Regions from separate parts of the Triticum aestivum genome. Here region 1 is linked to region 2. The links are chromatin contacts, called in public Hi-C maps. All regions are on one chromosome and are shown on one strand. The core of a region is the stretch at or near the end of the contact, and the rest is flanking DNA. Distances in the headings are between cores, read along the strand shown. Region 1 holds the start of LOC123168998 (calcium-transporting ATPase 5, plasma membrane-type). Region 2 holds the start of LOC123167642 (oxysterol-binding protein-related protein 4C).

Evidence for each region. Hi-C and Micro-C count contacts between places; a contact is called where the count stands out from the background.
Region 1: a Hi-C map of leaf shows a contact between it and region 2, with 6 times the contacts expected there. The contact joins the promoter of LOC123168998 here to the promoter of LOC123167642 in region 2. A contact is called at or near these places in 2 of 5 Hi-C or Micro-C datasets (both in leaf).

What each region holds. Positions count from the first base shown.
Region 1 is chr7D:230,474,185-230,477,202 of IWGSC CS RefSeq v2.1, forward strand. It overlaps LOC123168998 (calcium-transporting ATPase 5, plasma membrane-type), which reads left to right and starts at 1,551. Exons shown (of 35, transcript XR_006484595.1): 1 at 1,551-1,798; 2 at 1,882-2,136; 3 at 2,829-2,945. LOC123168999 (serrate RNA effector molecule) reads left to right here. Exons shown (of 12, transcript XM_044586861.1): 12 at 1-366.
Region 2 is chr7D:229,533,085-229,535,848 of IWGSC CS RefSeq v2.1, forward strand. LOC123167642 (oxysterol-binding protein-related protein 4C) reads right to left here and starts at 1,396. Exons shown (of 6, transcript XM_044585477.1): 1 at 961-1,396. The coding sequence starts at 963.

The DNA.
Region 1 (3,018 bases), core at 301-2,800, 940 kb after region 2:
TCTTCGAAGCCGTGGACGATACCACCACCGCAACGGGACCTTGCTCATCTCCATTAGTTTGACCGTGGCGGAGGAACACTGATGCGGTGCCCCGTCCCGTGAGCTATGTTATACTACTCAATGGTGCTTCTAAAACTGAACCACATGAAATCAAAGCAACTGGCGCACTGAAAGCACGGTTGTGGAGTGTGTATTTCCAACAGAATTTTTTAGCTTTTCAAAATTTCCACCATCTAGAGAGAGAGAGAGTAGAGGTCTCTGCTGCCGTATCCAGAACTCCAGACCAGATATTCCTCACCGTGTATGCAATCTGTAATTTATATACAGGAAAAAACGGTTGGTAGATGGAACCCTGATTGGTCAAAACTGCTCAAGTTGTGTTTCCTGGAACTCCGCACCGTTCCAGTCTGTACGCTCTGGCCTGATCTGTAAAACCATGTGCAGGCAGTTCAGCTCTCTGGACATGCGCGAGGGAGCTACTGGCTTCTGCAGGGTCGTTGAATCCACGGTAATATCCGCAGTCGTCGACGTGCAAGATCGACGGCCGCTGACGCTACGAGCTAGTAACACTGGCCGGCTCATCGTCAGGGATTCTGAGGTACCAAAGAGTGTTTTCTTAGCGTAGGCCCGAGATTTTGGGAGCGTAGTGGGTAACAAAGCGACGTGGACTGCGTCGTATGCAACAGAAAACGAGCGATGTGGACTTGGGCGTATGAATTCTTTTCTGAGGAAAATACACATACAGTACGGCCGTCGCGTCAGTGTCCGACCCTCTGTACTTGCCAGGCCCCGGTGGCCCCGGTCTCTATTGTTGACTGGCAACGAATCTATCGGGGAAAGGGTAACAAATTCCACATTCCCGCCGGCCAACTCTCCTGTTGGAAGGTGACAAGCTGCCCGTGACCCACGCCGGCCACTTGACCACAGATCCATCGTATCCCGCGGCATGTTTCGTTTGTGAGCGCCTAGTGGCCAACTAGTAGTGTGGCGACTATGCATGGAGCTTAAGGAATAAGGAAGAAGAACCCTTATAAAAAAGAAAGAAAAGGAAGAACATGCCACCTACTCCTACATTGGAAAGTCATTATGTCGTCTCTTTGATTTCATATCTGTTTTGAACTCAGAACCATCTCAAGAAGCGATACAAAAATATCAAGAGGCGATTCGAAATCATACAAAAATGATTATGTTTCTTAATTTGTGCCACTCGGAGATACAAGAGGCAACAATCATCTCTAACTTTTCCCTCGGACTGAACACACCGCAAGGCATGAAATCATCACATCTTTCTCGCACTCTCACGTGTCAAGCAAGTTGTTGACACGCACGAAGGAACGCTGCATCCCGGCCGTCTATCGGCTCGATCCGACGGCTCCCAATGACCCCTCCCCTTCTCATTTCAAACCGGCCAGCCCACGCCCCGCCGCGCCCGCGCCAAACCCCGCCTTCCCCCTCCGATCCGAGCCTCCCGCGCCGAGCCGCGGCTCTCACTGACAGCCGGGCTCCCACCACGTTACCCCGCCCGGCCGGTACGAGCTCGGCCGCTCTGAGGCTTCGGCCGGGCCCACGTGGCAGCGAGAGAGAGACCTCGCGGGGCGGCCGCAGCTTCGTGGAAGCTTCCCCCGAACAATCTCCTCGAGAACGAGTCCCCATTCGCGACCGAAATCCGGGCCGCAGAGACAGAAAAAACAAAACAAATCACCAAGCTCCGCACCAGCACCACAGTGGCGAAGCCGCAACGTACTTGCGCCGGCCTCGCCCGTGGAACCTTCTAGAGCCTTGACGGCTTGCGCGGGAGGTGAGGCGAGTGATCCCTGAGGTGTTCGATCGATCCCGTGGTGATTTGGTTGTCTGAGTGCTCCTGTGTGTGTGTATCTGCAGGGTTTCTGGTCGTCGTCGTCGTCGTCGGTGTTATCTCTCCTGCGAGCGCTGCCGCGGACGCGGCGGCTGGCTGGTGTCTGATTGTCGGGCATGGCGGTCGGGAGCTCGCCGACGCCGCCGGAGATCCGCTCGCCGGAGCGGGACAGGCCGGAGGATGCGGCGGGCGCGGAGGGCGAGGAGGAGGAGGAGGAGTTCGGTGACGCCTTCGATATACCCCATAAGAACGCATCCCACGACAGCTTGCTCCGATGGAGGGTACGGGATCCTTCCTCCCCTCGTCCTTTCCCGTCAGACTGTGATCTAGGCCGGGCTCTGCTGGTTCGCAGAATGCCCAAAATATCGCCATTCTGGCTAGTTCCGTCCTGGCTGGATTCGGGACGTGCTAATTCTGTGCAGGAAGAAGAGGGGGTAGAAGAGGAATAGTCAAAACACTAATGTTTTTGGTCTAGTGGATACACTGCACTGAGGTTTACTGACATGTCATTGACCCGATGATTTACATATTACGTTCATTTTTTGTCCGCGTTTCCTCTTAAGTCAAGGCATTGGAGTCTGTTTGGCGACACTACCTTTTTTACCGCTGTGCACATGCACAGAGCGGCAGACAACTTCTCATAATAAAACTTAAAACACAAGCAAAGTACTGAAACCAGAGGTCTGTCATTCATCCAAACAATACTGGTTTTTGTGGTATTCACAGGTTTGGGTAGTTCATGTACCTTCATGTATTGGGGGACATTACAAAAAGAAGCAAGCAGTAACACTTGTACTAGAGCTACAAAATCACACTTATACTACAGCTAACCAGGCACTTGTTTTGCATAATAGTTGTGAGTTGGGTTCATTACAGTTTGCTGTGGCTACAGGTGAAGGACCCTTCGGGGTAGACAAATATAAGCCTTACTTATTATTTAGTTCTGATAAATATGGTTATTCTCTCCTTTCAGCAAGCTGCTCTTGTGCTGAATGCTTCACGTCGGTTTAGATATACTCTAGACCTTAAAAAGGAGGAAGAGAAAGAGATAATTAGAAGAACAATCCGATCACATGCACAAGTGATACGGGTAATGTGTCGTTTTGCAGCTTATGCACCCTATATCTCTTCCGTCCGTCTTCTTTTGTTCATTCTAATTTTGA
Region 2 (2,764 bases), core at 146-2,645:
GTTCTAGTGCTAACTGAATGGTAGCAGCAACCGAGACATGGCGGATCGCTCGTCGGCGCCGCCGTCGCCCCATGTAGGCTCTTGCTTGTTGCATTCAGGTTTCGTTTCCTTGGAGGGGAGGCTCCAAGAAAAGTCCGGTCCAATCGAGTTGGCCGATGAACGGGAACGAAAACGAAATCAAACCCGTGTGGTTTCCCTCCCCTTCACGTGTCCACCTGCCGTCGAATATGTAGGAGTAGCTAGGTGTGTGTTTGTACTAAATAAAGTGGAGAAGAGGTCAGTGCCGGCTGAAGATGCTGCTGCTATTTGCCGGCCAGCCGAAAGCTGGTGCTATGTGTATGTGTCTTGGCGTTGCGTTTACATGGGAGTGCACGCCCCCGACGCGGCTATGGAAAGGAGACGGAACGGGGACTCCATTTCGTGGGTGCCTCTTCCTCTTTCTTCGTTGCAAAGACAATCAACAACTCAAAAAAGAAAAAACAGAAAAGCCGTCTGTTACATCGCGACTAAGCGCACGAGGTTATCAAAGATTATTGCCCCTGCCGAATAAAATCTTATCTGACGTCACATGCTTAGCTCGATCGCCCGGTATTGATTTGGCCGGCGTCTATGATTTCTTTGCTCTGTTTTCCGACGGAAGGAAAACGGATGACCACCTTTACCGCCCAGTAAAAGTACACGTGGAAGCGCACAGGTGAAAAGGTGAATGCGGAAGGGGGAAATTGGCGCGACAGGACAAAAAGGCCCGGAACGGCGGGCGGGCCAGAGGCAAAAGCATGGGCGATATTCGCAACCATGACGTGGACGCAGGCCACGACCTGACGCTCGAAGCGCCGCCCCCCAAATCTTCGATCGAGAGAATCTCGCGCTCTGGCCGCCGGCGGAGAGCAGTCCGACGGTACTTGCTGAAAGAAAGGCCAAGCTTGCGAGAACGTCCAATTGATCGAGAAGAGGGCGTACCATGGTTGGTTCGCGTGAGCTCCAATCCCCGACGCGAGCCCTCCTTGATTCGATCCTCTCCCCGGCCTTGCCTGCGGATGATCCTCTCGTTTTCGAGCTGGGTATGGTGGGTGCGTGGGCTGGCGACGGGGGGTTGGAATGGAATCCTCGATAAGGGCGGGCGGGCGGGGAAGAAGCAAGCAGATCGCTGGATTGACCTCCTTCCTCTCTTTTTTAGCAGGAGGCTCTCCTTTTTTTGAGGCCGCGTGCGTGCGTGCGGTGTTCGCCTTCCTTGGGGCAGAGGCAGGCACGGGCCTCTGTCTGAGCCGTTGCTGGCGGCGGCCGCGCGCGGTGACGTCGGCCTCGCCGTGTCCCGTCGGCGCGTGCGTGTGAACGCTTCTCGGCACGGGCCAAAACGTTTCCGCCTTTCCGGGCCAGTGCAATCGCGAGTAAAGCGCGCACGGCTGCCCGCCTGATTTGGGAAGATGTGGACTCTGTTTCTTCCTTCGCAAATCACATAGCGCTGGAGCGTGGTTCAATCGGCCGTCGACCTCACATCATTCGCTGGCAATCCAACACGATTTGCTTTTTTTTTTAAACAAGACAAAAGATTTACCATTTTTATTAATTAAGAAGAGGAGTAGACATGGTTTTGCTAAGCGGGCGATTACAAATTACTCTCACGGCATTATATCACTCAAATACTTCGCACCCGCACGAGCCCAAAGAGAGGCTTCATCCTTAATCTTGGCGATGACTACGGTAGTAGGGGCGGCGGTGTTGCGGAAGATCCTCGCATTGCGCTTGTTTCAGATTTCCCACGCAACAAGCATCATCAAGGTGTTACGAGCCTTGCGCGAGTCACCCCTCTTGTGACAAACCTCGTCCCACCAAACCCTCATCGAGGGCACAAGTCTCCAATCTGTCGGGTCGATGTCGTGAAAACCAAGCGAAGTTTTAATCTCCGTCCACACTCTCACAATGAACCGGCACTGGAAGATGAGGTGGGCCGCCGTCTCTTGAACCTGCTTGCAAAAAAAAGAGACCAACCCAAGGACTAACCCTCATTGACATTTTTTTATAGGAGAAACTCCGTGAGGACCGCGTGTCCGAGTCGGGACTCGAACTCGGGTAGGCTGGCAGCAACCTCAGCTGCCCAGCCAACGGGTTGACGCCCTGTCCTCTTGAACCTGCTTGCAAAGAGGGCAAAGGTTGCAACTCGGCCAACCCCTACGTTGCAACCTATCGGCGGTTCACACCCTATTCTGGATTATCAACCAAGCAAAAAAATTGCACTTTGGGGAGGGGGGGGAGGGGGGCAAGCTTTCCAAACTGTTGAGATCATGGTCGAGGCGATGAGACCCTCAAACCGAGTATTGGACGCAGAAAACGCGGAGTAGACATCATCTTTAGTAAACTTTCAAATAATTTATGTTTCAAAAAAAAAACTTCCAAATAATTTTATCGTCGACTCCAGGGGTGAGTATGACATTAGAGAGCTTCTCCCAAAGGGTGGCGAATTGCTCAATGTGCTCAAAAGTGAGGCCCTGAGAGGTAATAATGTTGCGAACCCAAGTTTTGTCGGTGAGAGCCAAGTAGACGGAGCTTCTTTTCTTCCTGGATAGGTCAAAGATCTTTGGAGCAATGTCGGTGACGATTTGCTTCTCGATTGTTACTCGTCTGCGCTTGTTTCATGAGGACAGCTCTTGCATCGCCGATAGTAGTAGCATTGTTGTTGGCTCATAGTATCTGGTTTGAGTCATTTTCTTTTCAATTCTAAACGGGCCATCCTCTTCTTTTGTGCATTACCTTTTTTAGGGGTTCT